Regions from separate parts of the Sus scrofa genome. Here regions 2 and 3 are each linked to region 1. A link is a contact called in public Hi-C and HiChIP or PLAC-seq data. All regions are on one chromosome and are shown on one strand. Each heading gives the region's core, a stretch centred on a gene start, on an enhancer-like site or on the middle of the called end of the contact. The rest is flanking DNA. Distances are from core to core; before and after follow the strand shown.

Evidence for each region. Hi-C and Micro-C count contacts between places; a contact is called where the count stands out from the background. HiChIP or PLAC-seq counts read pairs in DNA pulled down with a chosen protein or histone mark.
Region 2: a Hi-C map of liver shows a contact between it and region 1, with 2.3 times the contacts expected there. The contact joins the promoter of COPG1 here to the promoter of RPN1 in region 1. A contact is called at or near these places in 4 of 47 Hi-C or Micro-C datasets (embryonic fibroblasts, liver and skeletal muscle).
Region 3: a contact with region 1 is called in an H3K27ac HiChIP or PLAC-seq map of alveolar macrophages. The contact joins the promoter of HMCES here to the promoter of RPN1 in region 1. A contact is called at or near these places in 1 of 5 promoter capture datasets (liver), 1 of 47 Hi-C or Micro-C datasets (embryonic fibroblasts) and 1 of 2 datasets of contacts at active chromatin or transcription factors (alveolar macrophages).

Annotation. Positions count from the first base shown.
Region 1 is chr13:71,890,503-71,894,820 of Sscrofa11.1, forward strand. RPN1 (ribophorin I) reads left to right here and starts at 2,098. Exons shown (of 10, transcript NM_214333.1): 1 at 2,098-2,369. The coding sequence starts at 2,106.
Region 2 is chr13:71,704,622-71,708,939 of Sscrofa11.1, forward strand. COPG1 (coatomer subunit gamma-1) reads left to right here and starts at 2,476. Exons shown (of 25, transcript XM_021069417.1): 1 at 2,476-2,631; 2 at 3,453-3,505; 3 at 3,956-4,036. The coding sequence starts at 2,595. It overlaps CNBP (cellular nucleic acid-binding protein), which reads right to left and starts at 2,406. Exons shown (of 5, transcript XM_021069428.1): 1 at 1,782-2,406.
Region 3 is chr13:71,730,308-71,734,625 of Sscrofa11.1, forward strand. It overlaps HMCES (embryonic stem cell-specific 5-hydroxymethylcytosine-binding protein), which reads left to right and starts at 2,004. Exons shown (of 6, transcript XM_013980659.2): 1 at 2,004-2,380. The coding sequence starts at 2,198. It overlaps COPG1 (coatomer subunit gamma-1), which reads left to right. Exons shown (of 25, transcript XM_021069417.1): 25 at 1-95.

The sequences.
Region 1 (4,318 bases), core at 848-3,347:
AGTTCCCATCGTGGTGCAGCAGAAAGGAATCCAACTAGGAACCATGAAGTTTCCAGTTCAAACCCTGGCCTTGCTCAGTGAGTTACGGATCCTGCATTGCTTTGAGCTGTGGTGTAGGTCACAGACATGGTTCAGATCCAGCATTGCTGCAGCTGTGGAGTTGTAGCCCAGCAGCTGTAGCTCCGATTCCATCCCGAGCTTGGGAACGTCCATATACCTCGGATGGGGCCCTAAAAAGACAAAAAAAAAAAAAAAAAAAGGTTAAAAAAAGAGGAGTTCCTGCTGTGGTGCAATGGGATTGGCAATGTCTGGGATGCCAATTTGATATCCTTTCTAGCTCAGTGGGTTAAAAATCCTGTGTTGCCACAGCTTCGGCTTAGGTTGCAACTGCAGCTCAGTTCTGATGCCTAGCCCAGGAACTCCATATTCCCAGGGGCAGCCAAAAATGAAAAAAATAAAGTTGCAAAGTATTGATTTGAGGACTCTTTAAATAACATCACCTGCTTCACACAGACCATCTCTGATTCCATGTGTAGCTTCATGTGTTTGGAATCTGGATGCATTTCAGGGCTGACAAGTCCGCTCCTTAAAGTGCTAGAATAGGAGTTTCCGCTGTGGTGCAAAGGATCCACAGCATCTCTGCAGGACCAGGAAGCATGTTTGATTCCTGGCCTGACACAGTGGGTTTAGGATCTGGCCTTGCCACAGCTGTGGTGTAGGTCACAACTGTGGCTTGGATCTAATCCCTAGCCCAGCGGGAAATTCCATATGTTGCGGGGTGGCCAACAAACAAACAAACAAACAAAAACCATGCCACAACACTTGAGGCATGTCTTTGCTGTACAATTGTCACTTAGTGGAAAAAAATCAAAATGGTTCATTCATTTCAGGTTTGGTGGATGGCCCTAGATTTGCACCTGGCTATTGCCAAAACAACTTCCTTGTACAGCATTTTAATAGTGACTGTTAGATGTTTGACACTATCCATCCTGGCATGGGTGATGGGGAGTTAGGAAATCAGGTTTCTAGCCCCAGCTTTGCTCTTAAATAGCTGTGTATCTTTGGATAAATTACCCTCCCTGGACTTGTATTTCACTTTCAGAAAATAAGGATCGTATTGGGATAGCTAATGCTTCTTTTTGTCTGTGAAAATCTGGGGTTTTATTCAACAGCCTGGAGTAGTCCAAAGAGCTCCAGTTCAGGGTCAGTCTAGGTTTCCAAACAACCTGACATTTACTGACTTTGTTGTGTGTTTACTCATCTATACAGTAGGGGTAAATAGCATTTATAATAAAAAATTCATTTATTCATCCAATCAGTGCTAACTGGTCACTATGCCCCACATGCTGAGGTCCTGGGACGAACAGTCTAGACAACGTCCCTGCCCAGCAGAGCAAAACTTCTGTATAAGTTCCTTATTGATGCTGTAACAAATTACTGCAAACTCAGTGGCTTAAAATAACACCAACTTAAATCTATAGTTTCCTAGGATAGAAGTCGGAAACGGGCGTCACTGGGATAAAGACAAGGTGCTTTTGGTTTGTCCTATGTTTCTTGTGGTCTCCCTGAGGTGCATTTTCAGTTCTGTGGGCAGTATCGCAGGAGTGAGGTGCCCTTCTGGGTGTGGTACGTGACGTCACTACGTCCTTCGGTCGGTGATGTTAACCTTGGTCAAGGTGGTGTCTGCCAGGATTCTGGAATATCAATTTACTATTTACCCCTTTGTAATTACTAAGTATTGTAGGGGAGATACTTTGAGACTGTGCAGATGTCCTGTTTCTGCTTAAATTTTTGCTAAAGCTTTTACGTTCTCCGTTAGGGCTATATTCTACCCCATCAGGAAGCAGAAAAGCCACCGTCTCGGTGGGGAGTCGGAGGGTGGCGGGAGAGGCGGAGTGCCAGGGCTCCTTCCCGCGAGAATAGATCGGGAGTGCGCGCGCAGGCAGGCGCCCGGCGGGTCGCCTGTTGCCCTGGAGAAGGGGGTCCTCAGCCCTGGGCGCCGCCATCTTGGGATGCTGGCGGACCCAATGGTCAACTGCGTCGTGGCGGAGGCGGGGCGCAGGGGCGGGCTGGCGGGCGGCCTGAGGCTCAGCTCCATCCCGGCCATGGAGGCGCCCGCAGTCTGCCTGCTACCGCTGCTGCTGTTGCTCTGGGCCTGGGCCCCGGCGCCGGGCCGCGCCTCCCCCGAGGCGCTGCCGCTGGTCAACGAGGACGTGAAGCGCACGGTGGATCTGAGCAGCCACCTGGCTAAGGTGACGGCCGAGGTGGTCCTGGCGCACGCGGGCAGCAGCTCCTCGCCCCGCGCCGCCTCCTTCCTACTAGCCCTGGAGCCCGAGCTGGAGGCCCGCTTGGCGCACCTCGGCGTGCAGGTGAGCTGGGGCCGAGGCGGCGGGGACACGTCAGCACAGGCCGGCGGGCGGGGCTTGGGGTGCTGCTGGCCGGGCCGGAGCGCGATTGGCGAGCGAGGGTGGACTCTGTCCAGTGCGATCGGAAATGGAGCAGCATGTCCCCTGCTTCACGTCTGAATCGTTTGAAACCGTTGTTAATGTAACGCATTTCTTTTGGTCGCGATTTAACTCTTTAAAGGGTTTATTTCTTTTAGTTGAAAGAGTCATACAAGTAATACAGTACAGAAAGTGAAGTCCGGTTCTCTCCCCCTAGACCGGTTGTCATTCTCACGCTGAAGCAGTAAATGGCTCCCAAGTTTGCCTAATCAGTTTCACGCCTCTTGAGGAAGCTGTTGGCTTTGGGAATAGAGAGAATATACCTATGCAGAGGTTTGCTTTTTATTACTGCTTTCATTAAATAGCAGCCATTAAGTCATTACCCAGTTATTGGTTGGGAGAATAGTCATTACAGTGTCGTGTTTCTTCCAAGCACGCCTCTGTCTGACTGAGTTTGGAGATACAAAGCTACCTTTACAGAGATTATGCTTCTGAAATGACTCCTGTACCTTTCATGCCTTGTCTAAAATTTGAAACACAGTTTTGCTTAAAGGTTTGTGGAAAGATTAAAACTTCATTTGAATGTTTTGAAGGTTCAATCGCATTCTTTTATAAAAGCTAGTGCTGATTTAGTGAGGTTGCCACAGGATTACTATCTGGCCTTCATGCTGGAGAGTCTTACAGGCTGGGTTATTGTACTGGTGCCTTATTGAGACTTTATGTCAGGTACTATGGTAGATATTTTAAGTACATCCTCATTTAACTCTCATGGTAGCCCTTTGAGGTATACTGTTAGTGCACCTGAGGAGTCTGAAGTCTGGGAGGGGAAGCTGTATAACCCACTATGTGAGGTCTTCGAACAAAGAGTTGAGCTTTGGTTTAAGACTCTGTATGTTCTTCACTGTCTCATGTTGTCTCTTCTGGACTAGTTGGTTCAAAGGTAGGGTTCTGTTGGAGTATAAAACCTGCAGTCTCATCACCAGCTTTGCTCAGAGTCATTTTTTAGTTTGTAGTCCAAGAGAGAAACGTTAAATGGATGTATGTGCTTCCTTGCCCCTATCTCAGAGGGAAGCATAACAGCGATAATTTTAACCAAGAGGATGTGTATTTTCCAACAACTGACTTGGAGGCTGTGGTGAGGTTGCTAGAAAAATTTTCAGTGACCTATCTTCAGTCCTACATGTAGCACTTTAGGAGGTGGTGGAGGGGACCATGGTGATTACTGAGTAGGAGCCAGTGGTTCCTCATCTTTTTACTACCTAAAACATTATTTTTACACCCATTTGGATCCACATTTGAAATATTTTGTCTTTTTAATCTTTTATTAGTCTATTTTTTCTGGTTTACATATTTAGAGGTGATAATGATATTTCTTTGTCTTTTTAGGGCCATACCTGTGGCATGTGGAGGTTCCCAGGCTAGGGGTCTCATTGGAGCTGTAGCCTCTGGCCTATGCCACAGCCACAGCCAAACCAGATCCGAGCCTTGTCTGCAACCTACACCACAGCTCACGGCAGCGCTGAATCCTTAACCACTGAACGAGGTTAGGCCAGGGATTGAACCCGCAACCTCATGGTTCCTAGTCAGATTCGTTGCCACTGCGCCACAACAGGAACTCCAATAACGATATTTTTAAGAGAAATAAATCAACATATTACTGAACAGTGAGAGTTCCTGATAAGCACGAATATATTAGAATGTTCCCATAATGATAAGATTCTAGTGGAAGTAATGAAATTTATTGTTTTTATTAGGCTATACAACTTTGTTGAGAATGACTGTATGATTACTTTTAGACTTTTTGAAGTATTACACATAGCTTCCTCATTATAGCTTTGTATACCCTCTTGGAAATCAATGTTTCAGTCCTAAAA
Region 2 (4,318 bases), core at 1,226-3,725, 190 kb before region 1:
GGGTCTAGTATCCATACAATATAAAGAACTCATAACTCTTTGATAAAAAAGATAGCTCAATTTAAAAATGGGCATGGGATTCGAACAGACATTTCTTCAAAGAAGGTGTACAAATGGCCAAAAGTATCTGAAAAGATGCTCAATGTTACTAGCCATCAGGGAAATGCAAATCAAAACCACAATGACATACCGCTTCACAGCCACTATAATTGCTAAAACACAAAGACAATAAGTGTGGTTGAGGATGGAGAAATTACAACCTTTAATACACTGCTCATGGGAAAATTTAATGGGGCAGATGCTTTGGAAATCAGGCAGTTTCTCAAAAAGTTAAACAGAGTTATCACACCACCAGCATTTCTACTCTTAGGTATCTACTCAAGAGAAAACATGTCACAAAAATTTATACACAAATGTTCATAACAGCATTATCTACAGAGGTAAAAAAGTGGAAACAACTCAAGTGTCCTTTAACTGGTGAATGGATAAACAAAATGTATATGTATCCGTAAAATGGAATATTATTTAGCAATTAACAAGAGTGAAGTACCGATTCATGTTATGATGTGGATGGACCTGGAAAACACTATGCTAAGTAAAAGAAGCCAGATACACAAAAGGTCATACAATGCATGATTCTATTTACATGAAATATCCAGAATAGGCAAATGCGTACAGACAGAAAACGGATCAATGGTTGGGGGGGAGGAGTGAGGGATGGAGAATGTTCTGGAATTAGTGGTAATGGGTGTAGCCTTTTGAATATACTAAGAATCATTGAACTGTACGCTTATAAAAGGGTAACATTAAGGTATGAGGATTATACCTCAATTTTTTAAAAACTAGTAAAATTAATAAAAAATATTATCACAATCAGGATATTGCTATTATCCAATTTACAAATCTTATTCAGAGTTCCCTAATTGCTCCTATACTTTCTGTACTCTGTTTCTACAAAGGACTTAACAATTATCATGAAGAATGTACATTACAGTTAAAAAAAAACCAATAAAACCCTATAATTATATATTAGCTTATACACAGAGCTGGAGTCACAACACACAATTCTCATTGTAAAAATTAGTATTATAAAAATTTTCCTTGGTATGTGATTTTACAGAATTCATATCACACTCTGAAAGGATATTTTAACTCAACACAATTCATCTATATTTCATCTTTTTAACAATCCAAATCTCTGGGGTTCTTTTCTGGTTTTTAATCACGAGCCATGTTTATTTAACCTTAACTATGAACTCTTTTACACCTTGCTTTTCCCTTTTGATGTCTCACTTTATATAAGAAGCTTGGATACTGCCTCACAAGTCATCAGAAATATCCCTTTATAAATGATGTGGATGACAGCATCCGATGGACGTCCTACAATTCCCTTAATCATCCACTTATTGCTGGACATTTAGGGTGTTTCCGATTATCTCGCTGCAAACTGCTGCAGTGGGCAACTTAACTCTTGAGAATTTTCTACGGACAAGGGGTGGGGTTAGAGGTTAAAGATTTTGCTCATCTTTCTGGCTCTTTACAATTTTTGGTGCAAGACTCGCACTTCCCTCGCCGCGCTACCCCGTCACTCCGCTGCGTCCAGCCAGGAGCCTCAGCCTCTGCAATGCCAGACCCAGAGGTTGACCCCTCCCCATCACCTGGGGGCCCCGCCCTAACCGCCCCCACCCCAGGACCTGGACCCCCGCCCGGGCTCATCTAGGTTCCCTCCACACCGCCCCTCCGGCCAGCCGACTTCTGCCCGCCGCCGCGCAAGTCCTGACCTTGGCCCGGGAGTGTCCTCACAGATCCGCGGAGAGTGACCCGGGGCGCCGTGTTTTCCCTTCCAGTCCCTTCCAGTCCCCAGCGCTAGGCGACGCATCCAATAGGTGCTGGCAAAATACTCGAAGATTGAAAGAGCACATTGAAGTTGCTGCGCAGTAGATAAGTAGATCTCAGTTTAGTTAGATCCCTGGAAGTTAACGCGGTACCAAATGGTTCGCACCTGGAGCAGGTGTGAGCGCGGTGCGCAAAGGTGAATTGTAAGAGCCACTTCATGCGTTATTTCAAGCAACAATTTACTGAGCATGTACCGTGCGCCAACATCATCCACGGCAGGGAGTAAAAGAGCAATCAAGGACGAATAGAATATAGTGTCTTGGACGACCATTCGGGCTAGGCAGAAAAATCCGGCCGGGAATGGGGCTGAAAGTGAGGTGAGGCTGGCAGGCCTACCGGAGAAAGTGACAAGACATGTAGCATCTCGGAGGTGGGCCTCCTCTCCTGCCAGAGTGCTAGGGCCTCGCCTCTGGGAGTCCGTTTAAACTCGCGCCACCAGGCGGTGAGGCGTGGACGTCTATAAGCGGAGGAGGCCGTAAGGTCCGGAGTTTTAGCCCCGGCTTCTCCCCAGCAGGGACGGGGTTAACGCCCGACGCGGCGGCGGCACGTGCGCATGCGCAGATCGCGGAGTGCGCCTGCGCATAGCGCCGGGCGACGTGGCCAGCCGGAAGTGGCTGGAGCTGAACTGCTACCGGACTGTCGCTGCCAGCTGCAGGGTCCCTCTGTGAGTGCTGTTTCGCGCTCCCGCCGGCACCACCATGCTGAAGAAATTCGACAAGAAGGACGAGGAATCGGGTGAGGGGGGCCAGGCCCGGGGGAGGCCTGACCGCGCAGACTCCCAGCACCCTCCCCACCGGGCCCCCTTTGGGGCCTCTGTCCTGCCCCGAGGCCCAGGGAGGAACAGCGGCTTCTGTGAGGTCCGTCGCGGGTCAGCAACAGGCCTCGGAGAGCCTGAGCATGCTCCATTGCCTTGCACTCGGAAGCTCCAGCCACGATTCTCTGAGTGACCTTGGACGGGTCACTCGCTTCTCTGGGCCTCAGTTTCCCCTTCTGTCCAAGGAGGGGCCGGGTGGGGAAAACAGTGCTTCTCTGAGGGTTCGCTGGGGCTGCGTTAGTGCTGGCTGCACTGGGACGTGGTCTGAGGAGCCAGGCCCTTTTCAGTGCCCTGTCACTGCAGTAGAGCAAGTGACACACTCAGTGCCCAAGTCGGGAATGTTAGATAGGTCACAGACATAGTGGTGGAGACAGATATCAGTCAAATAATCACTTGTATAACTTACAAGCATAACACCTGCTATGAAGAAATTCTAATCACTGGGAGATGGTGGTCCCACCCGTAGTAGGGACCCGGTTAAGTACCAATTGCATAAATGAAAATATGGCACTATGAGAGGCACAGGAGGACTGTGCAGGGCTGCTGGGTGAAGTGGTTTGCAGTGGCAGGAACCCCCTTGCAGGAGAGTGGCAGGATCTATTGGCAGGTTGTGATTGCCATTCTGAGAAGTTGGTACTTCATTGGATGGACAGTGCGACATCTTTCCCTTGATTGCGACTGGGAGAATTTTGAAATTCAGAGTCGCAACCTGTACTCAGTCCTCTCTGTTCTCTGACAATAGGTGGAGGTTCCAACCCATTCCAGCACCTCGAGAAGAGTGCAGTGCTCCAGGAGGCAAGTGTTATTTGCTCCCCTGTCCCTTCCATCATAAATGTCCACACTCAGAGTGATCAAAATACTAACACATTCAAAGTTCTGGTTTAAAGAACAGTAGGGGAAAAAAACCTGTTCTTGGAAAAACAGGGAAACTTTGTTCCTGGAGAGAGTTCATTATGCTTATCTTTTTTTTGTTGTTTGTCTTCATTTCCCCTTCCAGTTATTTTATAAGTATCTGTTAGTCATTAAGTAAGCACATCACCAGCTAATATGGAAAATTTCAGGAGTTGTTAATAAATGAATTAAGAAAAAAGCAAAACAAAACTCTTTCTTATGAAAATTAGGTTACCTGGCCAGTGTGTCTATTTACCTGGGACTTCTCCAATCTTGAATGTGTTTGAGGGTAGTCATGGAAGGGAAAGAAATTGAACTAGAAGATCGTAGTCTTTCTTGGTTGCTTCTTCTTAGGCCCGTGTGTTTAATGAAACCCCCGTCAACCCTCGGAAATGTGCCCACATCCTCACCAAGATCCTTTACCTCATAAACCAGGTAACAGGGTGAGGCTTGGGGGTGGGGAAAACAGTGCTGGGTATATGTCGGGGAGTTGCACGGCCCATTTGTGCTTGTAGCCAGCAGCCTAGCTCTAGATACCCTCAGCATCTACCTCTGATGTGTTACTGGGTTTTGTTGTTGTTGTTGTTGTTTTATGTTTTGGCTGTGCCCATGGCATGTGAAAGTTCCCAGGCCAGAGATTGAACCCTTGACTCAAGCCGCTGCAGTGACAGTGCCAGATCCTTAATGTGCTGTGACATCGGGGAATTCCTCCTGTGT
Region 3 (4,318 bases), core at 754-3,253, 160 kb before region 1:
TATCGCAAGTGAATAAAGTGCACACACCACCTCTTGAATCTATCTGCTAAGAAACCATCTTATTCCTATAAATAAATCAGCATGTATTTATTGAACAACTGCTATTTCTTTTTTTTTTTCTTTTGGTCTTTTTGCCTTTTCTAGGGCCACTCCTTCGGCATATGGAGGTTCCCAGGCTAGGGGTTGAATCGGAGCTGTAGCCACCGGCCTTCGCCAGAGCCACAGCAGCACGGGATCCGAGCTGCGTCTGCGACCTACACCACAGGTCACGGCAACGCTGGATCCTTAACCCACTGAGCGAGGGCAGGGATCAAAGCTGCAGCCTCATGGTTCCTAGTCAGATTTATTAACCACTACGCCACAACAGGAACTCCAGAACAACTGCTATTTCTGCAGGCTCATGCTTAGTGGTCCGGCTTCCCTACTTCCAAGAACACTTTTCCACCCCCTCCCCTTGCACCCGCAGCCCTTTGGCCATTGTACTTAGCCTGAGGCAAGACCCTGTTGCTGGTCTCTATCTGAGCCCACACCCAGGAGCAGCAGCAGTGCATGTTTGATGAGGGAATGACAGCAGTAGCAGAAGTTGTTTGTGCCCTTAAACTACCCTCCTTTTCTAAATCAGTGAGGCCTGAGGATTTGGTGGATTACCTGGCTTTTGCCTAACCTCAGGCCTGTGGTGAGGTGTACACTGGGGTTTCCCTGCTGGGAAATAGCCCATAGAGAGCACAAGTCTCTGGGGGTGTTTTTTTGGCTGCTCCCGCAGCATGCAAAAGTTCCTAAGCCATGGAGTTCCCGTTGTGGCTCAGTGGTTAACGAACCCGACTAGTATTCATGAGGATGCAGGTTCAATCCCCGGCCTCACTCAGTGGGTTAAGGATCCTGCATTGCCGTGGCTGTGGCGTAGGCCGGTAGCTACAGCTTCAATTCAACTCCTAGCCTGGGAACCTCCCTATGCCACAGGTGCAGCCTTAAAGAGACAAAAAAAAAGTTCCCAGGCCAGGGATAGAACCCCACACCACAGCAGTGACAATGCTGGCTCCTTAACCTCTGCACAAGGCAACTCCCAGAAGTCTGTTTATGTCCCAAGGGAGCAGGCTCAGCGGCCAACCCCTGCTGAGCCTTTAAACTCAAGCCAGATGGTTTTGCCAATTTTGTGGCTGAAATACACCTGTAAAGCCTATTTTTTGTTCTTTTTAGGGCCGCACCTGTGGCATATGGAAGTTCCTAGGCTAGGGGTCGAATCACAGCTACAGCTGCCAGCCTATGCCACAGCAACGCAGGATCCGAGCCACAACTTCGCCCTACACCATAGCTCATAGCAGCACTGGATCCTTAACCCACTGAACGAGGCCAGGGGCCTAACCCACATCTTCATGGATCTTAGTCTGGTTCCTTAATTCTGAACCAGGAAGGGAACTAACCCTCCCTCCCCCTTTTTTAACTCTAGGCCTCAGCTTTGGGTGTAGGGGGAGAGATGAGGGCCCTGGAAATTGCTCTGGTGCTCAAGGGGTTTGAGAGTGACTTGTGTGATTGATGCAAGTTTTCTGATGGTTTTTCAATTTTTGCCCAAACTATGAAGCAGTTAGTAGGACTGTGAAGTAAGGGAAACGTTTTCTGACTTCACCCCTACAGAGAAGGGCCCTTCAGACCCTAGGGTCCCCTCTAGGTGTCCTGGGGACTCTTCCAGGCCACAATCCCCAGGTTCGCTCTGGAAAGGGAGTTAACTCCGAAGGGGAACGGCCCACACGGAGGACGTGGAGCCCCGAAAACCCTGGGATCGAGGAGTCCTCAAAGGCAATCAGAGGGTCCTCCTCGAGCGCTTTCCGAAGAGCCAGGTTGGGGAGCCCTGTCTCTGGTCAGGGTGGAGGAGGGGAAAAAGTGCCCGAGTGAAGCTGGCCTCGCGGGGCCGGCCTGCTGGGGGCGGGGCTTAGCGCGGAGAGAGGCGCGGGCGCCGAGCCTGAGGTGAGGCGGGTTGAATACTGCCGAGGCGGGACCCGAGGCGCGGCTAAGGCGGGACCGGCGGGCGGAAGAGGTGGGGGTGAGGCGGGACTAGCGGGAGGCGGGAGGCCCCGGGAGCTAGGGGAGGGGAGGGGCGGGCGGAGGCCCAGGCCAAGAGCTGGCGTCGAGCGGCTGGAACCGTCCCCTAGTGCAGGAACCTGCGGTGTGAGGTGCGGCGGTGTGAGCGGCGGCACAGAGCATGTGCGGGCGGACGTCCTGCCACCTGCCCTTGGAGGCCCTCACCCGGGCCTGCGCCTACCGGGACCGGCAGGGCCGCCAGCAGCTCCCGGAATGGAGGGACCCTGACCGGTACTACCCCTCGTACAACAAGAGCCCGCGGTCCAGCACGCCGGTGCTCCTGTCGCGGCGGCACCTGGAGAAGGTGAGCGCTCCCCCCGCGCCGGCTTCTGGCTCCGCGGCCCCCCTCCTGCACGCCGACTTTATGTGCGCCTGTGTCCAAAGACACTTTTTAAGACAGCGTCCTTCAGACCTCACTGGTCATCAGGATCATTTCAGTATCTGTTTTCAAAAAAAGGAAAGTAAAAAGGGATTTCCTCGCCTCTTATCGTCCAGCTAAACCAGAATCTTAATCGCGCGATTAAGACTAGCGAATCTCAAAAAAAAAAAAAACAAAACAAAAAGACTAGCGAATCTCAAAGACCTTTTTGTTTTTTGTTGTTGTTGTTGTGTTTTTGCCATTTCTTGGGCCGCTCCCGGGGCATATGGAGGTTCCCAGGCTAGGGGTCCAGCCTACGCCAGAGCCACAGCAGCGCGGGATGCGAGCTGCGTCTGCAACCTACACCACAGCTCACGGCAACGCCGGATCCTTAACCCACTGAGCAAGGCCAGGGATCGAAGCTGCAACCTCATGGTTCCTAGTCGGATTCGTTAACCACAGAGCCACAACGGGAACTCCTGTTTTGATGTTTCTTGAACCGTGAAGTTTGTATGCCTTCTGCTTGCGTTTTCAATCTTTTTATGTTTGTCTTTTACTGGGGCTACAGTCTGAGGTGTTTGGTTTGGTAATCTGAAGTTTGGTTGCATTCATTGTTTTTATAGTGTCTATCCCCATAGCGTTGGAATGGTCAATAATTTATAATCATGTTTTGGTTCTTACCTCCTGAAAAAGAGTGTGTGTTTGTATGTATACATGCATATACACATGCAGTGTAATAAAAACGTTTATTAATAGTTTCTCCTTGTCTTAAATATTTTAAATATGTTGATATGTTTTTTAAAAAACATGTTTGATTTTTTTCCATCCTGGATTTTTATTTGGCCCATAATGCTTAGATCACTCTGTAAAGTTGATTATACCCCTGTCACATATACTTCAGAACTGTGGTGATAATACGGTCATCAAAAGAGAGATTTTATGTTATAGGATCAAGTTATTTTGAAATAAACCACCAGATTTTTTTGGTTGAATGAAGCCATTTACATGAAGTAGTTTATTCTTGAGCCAACAGTGGATGCATACTTCCCTGTTGAAACTAAGAAGACTTTTTTAATGAGAGGAAAATAAAAATAAAATAAATGTCATGGGGAACCTTGACTGGAAAAGGAAAAAAAAAAGTTTCAGAGGAAGGCATAATTTGAAGAGAGAGGAGAGTTAAGTGTATGAGGTTTATTATGTTTAAGCCTTGGTTCTCTTTGTACCACCTCTTTAGAATTGCAGAATGGATGTTAGCTCAAAGACATTTTTTTAACAGATGTAAAGACAAAAGTATAGAAATTGTGACTTGTCCTAGGTTACCCAATCAGTGAAGTACAGAGCCAGAACTGAGGTCCAGTCCACTGTCCCCACTCCAGTGGATACTCCCTGCAACTAGGAATGGGGAAAGTGGGGCCCTTAAGCTTGCCTAGCCCCTCTTCTGTTAGTGGCATGAAATTGCCGATGTAGTGTTTTGACTCCACATCTCTAGCAAATTTTGTAAAGATTGCTAGCGTTTCCTAATTTTGATAAATATTTGAGGTTTCGTTTTTTGAAACCTGTAAATTATAAACCGAAAATAGAACCATTTTAGCAGATCATGAATCCATATTATAGTGGCCTGTACTTGTGTATAGATTGTAACATTTGCATTTGAAACCAACGGTTTGCAAATTACTTCCTCTTTCATTTATTTAACCCCAGTGTTCCCAGCTGTTCTGGCCACAAGTTCATGAGAGTAGAGGAAAAGATGACTAATGTTGAGCAACATTTTCAGCATTTTGGCTTACAAGCCACTTTCTATTCATTGCTCCCATTACAAAGCAGTCCGACATTTAGGTTTGGTTTGCAGTTGTCCAGTTAACACACTCAAGTTGATCAGCGGAA